3 separate regions of the Arabidopsis thaliana genome follow, and regions 1 and 3 are each linked to region 2. Evidence: chromatin contacts called from public capture Hi-C data. All regions are on one chromosome and are shown on one strand. The core of a region is the stretch at or near the end of the contact, and the rest is flanking DNA. Distances in the headings are between cores, read along the strand shown.

What was found. Capture Hi-C pulls out chosen DNA fragments and counts their contacts.
Region 1: a capture Hi-C map of seedling shows a contact between it and region 2, with 3 times the contacts expected there. A contact is called at or near these places in 5 of 26 Hi-C or Micro-C datasets (callus, root, seed embryo and 1 more) and 3 of 3 other capture datasets (root, seedling and shoot).
Region 3: a capture Hi-C map of root shows a contact between it and region 2, with 3 times the contacts expected there. A contact is called at or near these places in 8 of 26 Hi-C or Micro-C datasets (callus, cotyledon, root and 2 more) and 2 of 3 other capture datasets (root and seedling).

Annotation. Positions count from the first base shown.
Region 1 is chr3:16,437,644-16,442,383 of TAIR10.1, reverse strand. AT3G44980 reads right to left here and starts at 1,361. Exons shown (of 5, transcript NM_114367.1): 1 at 1,353-1,361; 2 at 1,103-1,245; 3 at 745-823; 4 at 475-628; 5 at 286-413. The coding sequence starts at 1,361. The coding sequence ends at 286.
Region 2 is chr3:16,515,125-16,519,842 of TAIR10.1, reverse strand. LAS1 (lanosterol synthase 1) reads left to right here and starts at 2,075. Exons shown (of 18, transcript NM_001339194.1): 1 at 2,075-2,198; 2 at 2,293-2,509; 3 at 3,450-3,644; 4 at 3,845-3,934; 5 at 4,033-4,227; 6 at 4,312-4,563; 7 at 4,626-4,718. The coding sequence starts at 2,321. AT3G06975 (a long non-coding RNA gene) reads right to left here and starts at 1,776. Exons shown (of 1, transcript NR_141294.1): 1 at 1,384-1,776.
Region 3 is chr3:16,595,944-16,600,336 of TAIR10.1, reverse strand. AT3G45260 (C2H2-like zinc finger protein) reads left to right here and starts at 1,526. Exons shown (of 4, transcript NM_114395.4): 1 at 1,526-1,931; 2 at 2,114-2,513; 3 at 2,692-3,514; 4 at 3,588-3,979. The coding sequence starts at 1,787. The coding sequence ends at 3,487. It also overlaps the pseudogene AT3G45256.

The sequences.
Region 1 (4,740 bases), core at 112-2,611, 77 kb after region 2:
ATACTCCATTCAGAACATACAAAGTAAGGGACTCGTAGATAGCCCTATATATTACAGACACTCTACGAGTCATGTGAGATGGGCTCAAAGCCCGTTAACGTCACACATACATTACAACCGATATACATATACTCTAACCATAATCAACCACGTAATTCCAACCTAATAAAAGAAATAACAAAGATTAATTTAGGGTTTGTTCGCACTTTCAATATAAGTTTATTCAATATATGCATTTTTAAAAGTAAAGATATTTATTTCATCTTTTTGAAGAAAAATTGGATATTAGTACCCATTCAACTCTCTGACACTATTATCGAAGAAGCTATCTCTTATTTCTTCTCCGACGCCGGTAGAGCTGAAGCTCGCCGGCGTAGGAACCTCTCTCTCATATCTCGAGCTGTCTCGTTTACCTTCCATCTAAAGCTTCATTTCCATCTAATTTTTCTCTTTTGCAATCCTTTTAATCCAAACCTATCGAGCTTTTCTCTGCTATTGAATCCCCTCTTTGAAGCAGTGCTCTCCGACGGAGTTCATTCTCTGCCCACACCTTGCGATTCAAAGACAACAGTGGATGAATCTTTCGACTCCACTTGGGCTCAATTTTTCCATTCTGAGACTTGTCTCCCTCGCCATATCGTCACTAGATCCGCGGGACCTCTTTGCTCCCCAAGTCTTCTCTATCGATCTGTTGCAAAACCATCAGCAGTGGTTTCATCCTCCGCACCGGATCCTCTTGCTCACCTTGACTCTTGCTATATTACAGATGTCTGCTGCAATGGCGCGATCTGTATCTCTCCACCGTAGCCGCCGCGCTTCCAACCTTTAATCTGATTTGTCCATCGATTGATTTCAATTTTTTTTACGTATAGGTTGAGTACAATTTTAACGATGTTACCAAATGTCGTTAGCTTAATTGGTAAAGACTCTAGGCGAAGCTTAAAGGTCTCCGGTTCGAGTGACGCTCGGGACAAAACTAGTATTATATATGATGTGGTTTCGGGTCTGGGGGGATTACGGGGTTCGGCCCAAAACCTCCTGGTATTCAAAAAAAAGTAATTTTTTTTTGTTTTTTAACAATGTTATAGAGATATAACCAAACCTTTTCAAAGACGTGTAGTCGATCGAATCTTTATATGAGTTTGGGGATGAGAGAAAAAAATCCGTTTCCTCAATTTTACGAGCAAATTGATACATCTTATTAGCAATCGATGCAAGGGTTGATTTTTTGCCCGACGATCCCAGCTACGGTAACTCTTCAATAATTTTTTATTATCAAATTTTGTAAAAATGTAGTTACTAATTCTTCTAGAAAAGAGATGAATAATTTCAGGTTGCTAACAGAGACGCACCTCCGCCATCTTGGAATTTGTTTTTGTCTTTTGGATCTGATGTGGAAGTAGAATGAGGTTCGTCGCCACCAAAATTCAAATGTGAAAACAGAATAAGAAAGTTCGTGCCCTAAATTTATGAACGATTAATGTTTTTATCAGAATATGTAAAGATCTGATTCATATTTACAAAATTGTGTTTAGACTCGAAGTTTAGCAACATGTGTTTCTTGACCATCTCATGTTGACCGGTTGAAGTTTAGCAACAAGTTTATATATGAATGACAATCATTAATTAAAAGTAAAAGGTACATTTTTCTTTGACTAATATTTACTTGTGTATGGGCACTCACATCATTATATATCATTTAGTCATTCTTAAAATATCCACTTTGTGTTTGGAAACATTCAACCAAATTTATAATGAACATTGTATTATGGACAAACATCATTGTCACAACACGAGACAAGATAATGAGATCTTCAATTCCTCAAACAATAGTAACCACATTATTTCTCTACCCAATCATATCATGAATCTTCACAAGCATAGATAGTTAATCGTAGAGAATCATATATAGACTCTATGCTTATCACATTTAACTCTTGTCTATATAACTCATACTTCAAGATATGGAAGGAAATTGGTCATGAGTGTGGTCGCTATATTCTCTAGCTACTTTGTATGCCTTCATCTCGGTTTTTCACCATCTACATCTTCTCTAATTAAGGCCACAAAATGTTGATCAAGCAAACAACTTATCATCGTGAGATTATGCCCTTGAGGACATGTGTATCACTTTTTTCTATAATTCCAGAAATTCTTATACAAACACATATTTAATGTCCACGCGCTAATGACCATATGGTCATATTCTCATGGCATCAACCTATTGTCTTGAAGATAAAATATCTCTACAAATTGAAAGAAAAATCAACAAATAATGTATCTAGTATAAATTGTCTATTTAAACTTGTCCAATCGCTTTTTATATTTGCATACACGATCCATCGTAAAACATTTTTTGAGAATATAATACAATCTTGTTAAAACATGCAAATGGTTCATACGAGTTGTTAAACCATAAAGCCAAATTACTAAATTTAAATTAACACCATTTTAAAACAATTGGGCGAATCTAGACATTCTTTTCTAAAAGGCATAGAATTCGACATCAACCTTAGAGACAATTAAAAGTGTTGCATTTTATTTTGACAATAGTCTGTCCAATTTTCACGAAATAAATAATTGATAAATTTCTTAAAGAAATTATTAGCATATTTTAAGTTAAGGAATTTTTCACTAAATAAATAATTGATAAATTTTCTTACTATCCATTTTTAGTTGAGGGGTCTTATTATTACTAAAAAACCTTTTATATTTTCAATGCATAGTTTTTTTTTTATAAAGTATAATTTTATCTCTATTATGTTAATGTATCATCGGGTAAAGAAAATGATACAATACCTTGATGAAGGATACAAACGATTTTTTAAAAAAATGTATGAAGAAACTTTAAACGATATGAAATCTGAAACAAGAGAATATAATAATTCATGATATTTAAATAAGTGTCTTCTATAGTCATGTAAATTTGTTATCTGCGGTCAGACCCTCATTTGTTCACTACAAGAAAATTAGAAACACTTGTTCTTGCTTTGGCTCGCTGCAAATAATAAGCTTACCACTGGTGAGTGTATATCATATTGGAACAAGTGATTAAATCCATTGTGTGTTTCTTGTCAATCTTCGATGGAGACTTGGGAGCACTTATTCTTCACTTGTACATTCTCTTCACGTGTTTGGCAGGTGCTAATTCGTCGACTACTTCAAAGGAGTTACACAAACAGTTTTATGGAGGTTTAAGGCTCTACTTTCAAAGGCAATATTGGTTTTATTCTAAGGCTTCTCTTCCAAGCAACTATCCACTCACTTTGATTGGAACGGAACATACGCATACATGGTGTGATCACAAATGCACCAAATCAACTGATCAAGTCTCTCGATCGCTTGTTACACAATAAAATTTCCTCTATCAATCTCTTTGATCTACACAAACATGAAAATGTTAAGATATGGTTCGACTCAGAAAACTAAAACTCTATTTTTTTTCAAAACTTTTCAAACCAGCGTTCGATTTTCAAAAAGATACATTTATTGTAATAAAGGTGTTTTAGTTGAATAAATTTTACATTCACTAAATAAAAAAAAGTGTAACTAGCAAGATCGTGAAAAATCGATAAATACTCCATAACAAACAAAAGATAGTATAAATATAGGTTGAAGATAACAGCCAAAAATATCAATATTGATGTCGTTGACTAAAGAGAGCGCAACCAAAGCTGACCAGCCACTAACCTCACATAACACTCTCTTGGCCCATGAGAAAGAGACGTAAACAATTACATAGGTGGCATCATGATATAACCCTATTTTTACTGTTTTTATTATGTTTTAGATATAAGTTTTTGAGTCTTTTTGTTATTTCTAGAGTTTTTTTAGAGTTTTTTTAGGTATTCAATGGAGAGGAACAACAATGGAGATGAGAAGACATTTTGGAGCAAAAGTTGAAGAAAAGAAGCTAAAGGACGAATTCACTTTCAGATCTAGTCGAGAGTGTCGATCGACGCACTCTTGGTGTCGATCGATACCAGTTGCGGCCCAGAGAAGTTCATGACGCTTTTAAGTTTGAAAATTTGAAAATTTGCCCCATAAGACTTCCCTATTTTCATTACTAGTCTCTACACGTTTTTTTATGCCATATATATTGTTTTAAAGGTCATTGTTTAGACCTATCAAGCTTTTTATCAAGTTTTCTAGCAACCAAGTTATTTCCAAAGTACTTTCATAAGCTATTCATCCCTTGTTTTCAGAGTTTCATCAGATTTCAGTAACAGTGAAGAGATCTTTTTAACTCTTCTTTCTATTAATTTGTTTATGCTTTCTTATTCATATATGCTGTTTATCTCATCCATCATGTCTGAGCAGTCTGCTTGTTAGGGTTAGGGTTTCTCACTAGGGATTCATATGATTTAGTAGATTGCCCCCTTGCTAGGTTATCTGTAGGTTATCTGTACGATTCTTCATCTTTAGTTGTTCTTAATGCTAGTTCTAGAGTAATTAACTAGAACTTGATTCAAGATAATATATATACCCACCATAGGTATCTGGTACCAGAACTACTATTTGATGAGCATGGTTTATAGGTGTGTAATAAGAATCAGCCTATCTACTAAGGTGAACTTATTGAACTCATTTAGCATGCATGTTTAGGTTTAGGATTTCACGGCACATCACTGAGAATCTTAGCTCTAGGCATAGTGAGTTTCACGGAACATCACCGGTTATTCTGATATTAGAGTTTGAGTTTAAGAACGGTTCGATAACAACCTATCTATATTTAGATCT
Region 2 (4,718 bases), core at 826-3,325:
TTCCATGATATTAATATTTTAAACATATGATTTTAAGGTAAAAAATTTTTTTAATTGAGAATCACTTAACGTACGTCTCAAATAATAGTGTAGATATGTATATAGCAAAATTAAAACGTTTTGCACAGAGGAAAATGTACGTTATCTGCCTTTATTAATTTTAGGAAATGATGATCCATGTTTAATTCCAAGAATAAAAAGCAAAGAGTTATATAAATCATAGAGTATTGGTGTGTCGTAGAAATGCCAATTAAGTCCCAGAAAGAAGTACAAGTTAGGAATATTTGGTTTGGTAGACTAATTCTTTTGAGAAGAACTTATAAGTTCATGAACTAATCTAAAAAGCAAAAAAATTATGAACTAATCTAAAAAAGAAAAAAATTATGAGAATTTTAATTATGTATAAATAGTTAAATACGTAAGAGATCGTTTAATTGAAAGCAATAGTTTTTATTATATTTATAATCACATAACAAGTTGATGACACATAAGTTGATTTTTTGATAGCCGAAATATATTAGCTGTCATATATTACCCGGTCGTACCCCCGATTATCCCCTAGTTTGGTGTTATCATCTATACTTGTAAGAAAGTCCATTTTGTCATAGTTTTGTAAGTAAGATAGAATATAAAATAAAAATAAGATAAGATTTCATGAATATCTTTGGATAAAATGTATTAAACATATTACCTAGTTGTATTCTTATTTTTACTTACTTTGAATTTATTATAATATTTATGGTCAGTAAGTTTAGGAAAGAAATGGAGTACTTAATATCTTTGGTATGTAAATCTTCTATATCAATAAAGTCAAGGAAAATAATTTGTCCACATCCATTTACAAAAACAAAACAATAGAGAGAGAATAAAATATTTGAAAAAATAAATAATTATTACTAGAAAATCAGTAACACTAAATGGTAACAAAATATTATACAGAAATAAACTTGATGTTATCATCTATTTTTGTAAAAAAAACCAATTTTTATTTTATTTTAAGTAAGATATAACATTTAAAAAAGAAGAAGAAGATAAGATGCATGAATACTGTATGAGCTGTTTGTATAACTTCTTGTTCTTACTTTGAAGTTATTATGATCTTTTTGGTCAATGAAGTTTGTGGATAAGTTCCACAAACTTACCATCAGTAAGTAGAGAGAAATCGAGTAGTTTTTTATATGTAAATGTTCTATGCAAACCAAGTAAAAGAAAACTATGTTTTCACATCCATTTACAAAAGAAACAATAGACCAAAAAAATTGATTGAGAAAAATAAAATTTACAATAATCATAGTTTTGTTCATCGAAAGACAAATTCATCCAAAGACTGTTATGAGAAATTTGGATTGTCTTGGTAGCCGTATTCGGTTTCCAGTTAACTGTGCTTTCAATTATTTTAGTCGACAAAAAAAAACTTGACTTCAAAACTAACAGTAAGACCCTCTTCTAAAATGTCGAGAAAGCTATCATTTTAATTTCTATGGCCAACTAGGCATTGTGGAAGAGGCAACCAACAATTTTGCTGTCAATCTTGAAACCGAGTTTTTGTGTCAGTTGAAATATTTGGGAAGCACAACTCACCGGAAGCCGGATGAGACGGTCACGACCTCCAATTTTCACATGGCGGTCTTTCGATGAAGTTGCCTAATTAGGACTACGCTTCTTTTCTTTTCATTTCATTTCTCAATGTGGCTATATATTTAAACTTCAGTTTAGCCTTTAATCTCGACCTACTTTGAACTCCCGGGTTTGCATTACTCGAAAACCGTCGGTGACAAACTAATATTAATCTAACCTAATTCTGGAATTTATGTGAATAGAATACTCAGCTATTCAGTTACGACATAAAAAAAAAATTGAGAATGTTATTTCATGTGAATACAGACAGATGCTTTTATCTTCCATGTGACAGATCCCTTTAAATCTAATTTGTCTTTATTAGGTCAATCTCGCACTTAACGTCAAAAAATAGGTGATTGATACGTCAACAAAATGATCATATTGTTATTTTAATCATTGATTTGCTTATATAAAATCTGGTAATCACAACACATATATAAACCAAAAACACTTTCAGTGATTTAACAATTTCATATATACATTATAAGTTACACGTAAAAAATTAGATTAAATAATAAATCCATAATTTCTTGCATGCTTCATTGCTTTCAACGTGAACAAGATTTTTCACGGCATTGGTGAGTCCATTACGTCTCTTGAACACATATAGATTTGCCTTCTTGAGCTGTCTTTTTTATTTTAAACATTAATATAAAGAATCTCACATTCAAGATCGAGGGAGAGATAGATAAAGAAAGAGATGTGGAGGTTAAAGTTATCGGAAGGAGACGAAGAGAGCGTGAATCAACATGTTGGAAGACAGTTTTGGGAATATGATAACCAATTTGGAACCTCTGAAGAGAGACATCACATTAACCATCTTCGTAGCAACTTTACTCTCAATCGGTTTTCTTCTAAGCATAGTTCTGATCTTCTCTACCGTTTTCAGGTACATTTTTTTTTTCATTTTCCTTATAACGCATATTGGTACAGCAGCAACTATCTTAAATTCAGATTTTAAACTTGATAAAATTTTATTTTATTTTGTGCACCCAAAACTTGATAATTTTATTACTTAGTTTTATAAATCATGGCTAGCATATTTCTAACTGTGAAATTTAGATTACTTTTTTTACAACACATGATCCACAGTTGCATGTAAAAGGTCACTTATTAAAGCTGTAAAGGCTATAGAACATTTCAAAATTTGAGACGATTATATTTTGATATGTCTTAGTTTTTTTTAAGCCAGCTAATTTTGGGAGTGACTAGAATATTGACTTTAAAAGGTTTTGAAGACTTTAAGAAACAAAAAAATTCTTTAAAATGATATTTTATCCCATCATGCATTAGTGATTTTAAAGTCATATAAGTCTGCATAAAAACACTCACATCCTTATTTTGTTCTTTCATGTTTACAACATTTCTGTAAGGCCGAGATTTAACGTTTTTTAGTCAAAGTCATTGTTCTTTACTTCTTATTTGGGTTTCAGAAAATAAGATCCGATCGTGTCATTTATGTAGACATATATGGACAAAACATATGATAAGATAGGATTTGAAAATTGTTTGACAACAAAAAAATGTGAATATCACGTAATTAGTATAATTTTTTCTATTTCAAATAATACTTTGTTCTTTAAAATAGTGGTTGTGATTTTAAACGAATTTAAAGATGTACGATTGGCTATGAATAAAAACAAAATGGGCTATGAGATTAGCTTAATTAATAAGAACAAAAAAAAATGAACGGTGACAAAAATTAGCTTAATCTCCAAGGCTATTAGATTATTAAAGTATAATTAGAGAAAATTAGATTTTAATTAAAAGAAAGTGAAAATCTTTATCCAATACTGGATTGAAATATAAACATGAACTTGAACGTATAGTGTTGGAAAGAGAAAGGAAAAGGAATGGAGAGACTTCCACAAGTGAAAGTAAAAGAGGGGGAAGAAAGATTGATAAATGAAGAAGTGGTGAATGTTACATTAAGAAGAAGTTTGAGATTCTACTCAATACTTCAATCACAAGATGGTTTTTGGCCTGGTGATTATGGTGGCCCTTTGTTTCTCTTGCCTGCTCTGGTAATTCTTTAATTATTCTTTCTCTCTAAATTGAAATTCTTAAACAAAAATGTGTGGTGTCAAAAAATAGATATGATATATGTGAAATTTGTAACAATAACCTCAAAAAAAATGCGATTGTACACTAAACAGTGCAAGGTTTTGAAAAGCTTCAAAGAAAGTTCTTACATAACATACACCGGTAATGATTTTTGTCGCAGGTGATCGGCTTATATGTGACGGAAGTTTTGGATGGAACTTTAACTGCGCAACATCAAATCGAGATTCGTCGTTATCTCTATAACCATCAGGTTTCAGATCAAGAAAACATATTGAATCTTTTTGTAGTGAAAGAACCAATCTATTTGTTGGTAAAAAAGCCCTAACTTGAACAAGATATAACGTGTAGAACAAGGATGGAGGATGGGGACTACACGTAGAAGGGAATAGCACCATGTTTTGTACAGTGCTCTCATACGTAGCACTGAGACTAATGGGGGAAGAATTAGACGGTGGAGATGGAGCCATGGAATCAGCTAGAAGTTGGATTCACCACCACGGTGGTGCCACTTTTATTCCCTCCTGGGGCAAGTTCTGGCTCTCCGTACGTTAACAACAACACAATCTTGTACTGGTTTTGCCGCGACCCGCGAATCACATAATGAATTGTTGATTTTATATGAAACAGGTTCTTGGAGCTTATGAGTGGAGTGGGAACAATCCTTTACCTCCAGAGCTATGGCTCCTTCCATATAGTCTTCCTTTTCATCCGGGCCGAATGTGGTGCCATTGTAGGATGGTTTATCTTCCAATGTCATATCTATATGGAAGAAGATTTGTTTGTCGTACTAATGGAACTATTTTATCGCTTCGACGAGAGCTCTACACTATTCCTTATCACCATATCGATTGGGACACCGCCCGTAATCAATGTGCCAAGGTAGAGCGATTTTTTCAAAAGTTTTTGTTGTTAGATTTTGGTCCATTAATATATCAATGTAGGAGGACTTGTACTATCCACATCCAAAGATTCAAGACGTCCTTTGGAGTTGTCTGAATAAATTTGGAGAGCCTCTTCTTGAAAGATGGCCATTG
Region 3 (4,393 bases), core at 277-2,776, 81 kb before region 2:
TGATCATTAACTATGTTTAAGAATTCCTCCTTTTTTCTAGCACAAGATTACCTTATTTATGATCTATTCAAAATGATCAAAATCATTTCTGGTTTTCTAAAGGAAAACTAAAGTGAATAAGAAAATTCAGAGCAGATTTTGGATAGGGAGAAGGAACAGTATCTCTTTGGCTGAACAAGCAGATGAGATCTATCTTCCTTTTCCATGGGACCCATCCAAACCTTGTCGACCCTTGTGTCTATTTTAGAACTCTACATCACTTCTTTTGGATTTTATTCTTTCTTACCCAAGAAGTAGTTAGGATTTATGATTAGGAACTTAGGTTCTTAGAGACTCTAGATATTATAAGAAAGAATCATGAGATATTGAGATTGATCTCAAGATATAATTACCTAAAAATTCAAAATGTAAATTAATTTTTTTTTTGATTAATGGATCTAAATCTCATAATATCCTCGTGTGGGAGACTAGAGCAGGTTAATTGATGTAAAAGAAATTTATCTAAGCTAAAACACACACTGTACAGAATTAGTTAAGGAATTCTGAGTTATTAGTTAGTATCTTAAAATTGTTAGCTTTAAAATAACAAAGAGGATAACAAAACCTTCCAACTCAATTTTTTATTTTTATTTTGGTTAATTACCAAAAAGATTTGTTTTCAAGTCTGAATAAAACCACTTATGTTGTTTGTAGTCGTCGTACATGGCCTTGGTTTAACCTAGCTATATGTTTTTTATTTATACTTTTCTCCTCGGCTTTACATATATACTTATCGAACTGATTTGTTATATATATAAATGAATTCATTGTATATATATATGGGATGAAAAGAGACTCCGAAAAATCCAAAGAGCCTACAGTTAGAAATGTCATAAAGTTTACACACCTCATAGATAAATTATGCACCCTATATGTATTTATGTATTTGTAGATTGTATTGTACGTATACACTTGACTTGAGTACGTATGTATACTTTGCGTTACGTAGATGGGAGAGTATATAGAGAATTAGAGAGATAGAAAGTGGTCCAGTTTGAGTCTATCGCTGACCGACTTGTAAGAAGAACAGTCGTGTGTGAAGAGAGAGAGATTCCCTCTTCGCCAGCTTTCTTTTTGGTTTTATGCTACAGGACTCTTTGCAAGTGTCCAAAAGCTTACTATCACAAATAATAAAACAAAATTCTATTATAATAAAAATTTGTACCGACGACCCCAAAAACAATCAAAAACAAAATTCTTTTTGAAATTTTCTTGGAAAAAATGGGCATCCCTATTTTTCAAGTCATCAAACTTTTAGAAATATCTAGTGCTTACTTCTCTATAAGTCTTGTGGGATTGTTTTTATTAAGAAACTAGTGTAAAACATTCATCAATTAATTGAAATAAGAATTTCTGATATATAAAAAAACAAGGACTATTAGCAATAGTTGAACTTCTTGTACGCTAACAGCCATAAGAAAATATAATAGTCAGCTTACAAAACCTATATTATAATGGGAAATCAAATAAAATCATAAATTTTATATATTTTTTAAAAAATTAGGTGTATATAAAAATAACTCTCTCTATATAGTATAATGGAAATATATAATTAGTTACATTCTTACTTGTTTTCTTCTTCATAACTCTCTCTGTCTTCTTGCTAGCTCTCAGAATTTTACTTGATTTAGTAGAGAACTGTATTGACGAATTAAAGAGTTTTTCTGTATATCTCTCTGTCCACCTGTTTTGTCTTCTTACTTAGAAACTCTCTCTTTCTCTGTCTTTCAACTAAACCAATATCAGCATGATGATGCCAGATGATCATCATCCCCTCTCATTTCCCAGCTATGTCCTTCACCAAGAACACATCGCTCCAAATCCTAACCCTAACCCTAATCCTACCTCCTCTAACTCAGCCAAGAGGAAGAGAAATCTCCCGGGAAATCCAGGCATGTATATAAATACTTAATCTAAATCTAGGACTTGTCATATAAAATAGATGAATTTCTTGCTAATTTGTTTTTTTTTTTTCGATCAAGAACAATATTCTTGTTCCAGCTTTGGATCTCTTTTTTATTTATCATAAATTAATTCATTGGTTCTTATTTGGTAAATGAAATTTAAACACCAGATCCAGATGCAGAAGTCATCGCTCTATCACCAAACTCCCTCATGACAACTAATCGATTCATCTGCGAGGTTTGCAACAAAGGATTTAAGAGAGACCAGAACCTTCAGCTTCACCGGAGAGGCCATAACCTTCCATGGAAGCTAAAGCAAAGGACAAACAAGGAGCAAGTGAAGAAAAAAGTGTACATCTGTCCAGAGAAGACTTGCGTACACCATGACCCGGCCCGAGCCCTTGGTGACTTAACTGGAATTAAGAAGCATTTCAGCAGGAAACATGGTGAAAAGAAGTGGAAATGTGACAAGTGTTCCAAGAAATATGCTGTCATGTCCGATTGGAAAGCTCATAGCAAGATTTGTGGTACTAAAGAATACAGATGTGACTGTGGTACCCTCTTTTCCAGGTATGTATTACAACACCCTTTTTTAAGTCAAATTTTTTTGTTAAAGAGCGAAATTTAAATTTCATGAAAAACAATGTCATACAACATTTAGTTTAATTTAAATTCAATTGGCTTTAACTAAAATCAGCTAAGATCTCTTTATTGAATTAGTATATATTGGATGATTGGATTGGAACAGGAAAGATAGTTTCATCACACATAGAGCATTCTGTGACGCTTTAGCTGAAGAGAGTGCTAGATTTGTCTCAGTTCCACCAGCACCCGCATATTTGAACAATGCCCTGGATGTGGAAGTCAACCATGGAAATATCAACCAAAATCATCAACAACGACAGCTTAATACTACTTCGTCACAATTGGACCAACCTGGTTTTAATACCAATCGCAATAACATTGCCTTTTTGGGACAAACCTTACCAACCAACGTTTTTGCGTCCTCATCATCTCCATCACCTCGTAGTGCATCCGACTCCCTTCAAAATCTATGGCATTTACAAGGACAATCATCTCACCAATGGCTTCTCAACGAAAACAACAACAACAACAACAACATTCTCCAAAGGGGAATCTCCAAAAATCAAGAAGAACATGAGATGAAGAATGTGATTAGTAATGGTTCTTTGTTCTCTTCGGAAGCACGAAACAACACTAATAATTATAACCAAAACGGTGGACAAATAGCATCAATGTCAGCCACGGCATTGCTACAAAAGGCAGCTCAAATGGGATCAAAGAGATCATCATCAAGCTCAAGCAATAGCAAGACTTTTGGTCTAATGACCTCTATCTTCAACAACAAACAAGCAGAGAATATCAAAACTAAGGAAGTTGATGAAAGAGGTTTCACGAGAGACTTTCTTGGTGTGGGAAGTCAACACCGTTCTTGGCCGTTATTGATGGTCAACCATAATCTTCCAGACTCGTCTCCTCCGGCCTCCACGGACGGCACACCAACCGCCGACATGAACCAGTAATCTTGTATTGTTCATGTATACTATAAGGTAAATTACATTATGTTATATGAGTTTTGAGAAATATCGAGATTCCTCTGTTTATGATATTCTCTAAGTGCAGAGACGTGAAGTATGAGATTCAAGTGACGAGAGGATGGTTTAAGCACGGCGAAGAAAACGGTGAAATATGAGACTTTTGACTCAGGAGAGAATCTCTGAGTCAACTCGGTGTTGCAGATGGGTCCACTCGGTTGATGAAGATGGGAAGCTATTCGGGTCCACTTCTGCATGCATGACGAAACCTCTGACCATGCATGCACAGCAAAACATACGCTATGTCTTTTCTTATTCTTCTTATTCTTCTTTTTCTTTTTCTTGTAATTATTTCATGTTTTAATTTTGAAAGACCCTAAAAGAAACTATGAAAAGTTCGTAGTTTGTTACTTTTTATTTTTTCATCGTAGAAAGGTTAAACTTTTTTTTGAAACTTTGATATCTAAAATTTTTTTTTTTTTTTTTTTAATAAAATTTAAAATTTATTCGAAAAACTTTTGTACAACAAGTGCATCGTTTGAGTAGAAAGTTTGTATTTAAAACATAGAAATCAAAAGAATAGAGACTAATGAGCTACGACTCTATTATGATTTATCTTGAGGAGAACCATACGCTCATGCATGCATCGTAGGTGCGATTCCCTTGCTCTCTTATTGATGAGATGCGGTTTTGAACTTGCTTGCCAAGATTTCGGACTAGATGGACTGATGGTGTTTCAGCTTCACCATGTTTTCGACAATTTCTTTCTTTCCAAATTGAGTAAATCGCCAACTGAAAGACATACCTTATTAAGAAGAGGTTGATTTTTCCAATGGTTTTGTCTATGAGTGTCTTGTGGACTTCACTCCATCTTGTTGTGAATTTTGTGCCAAG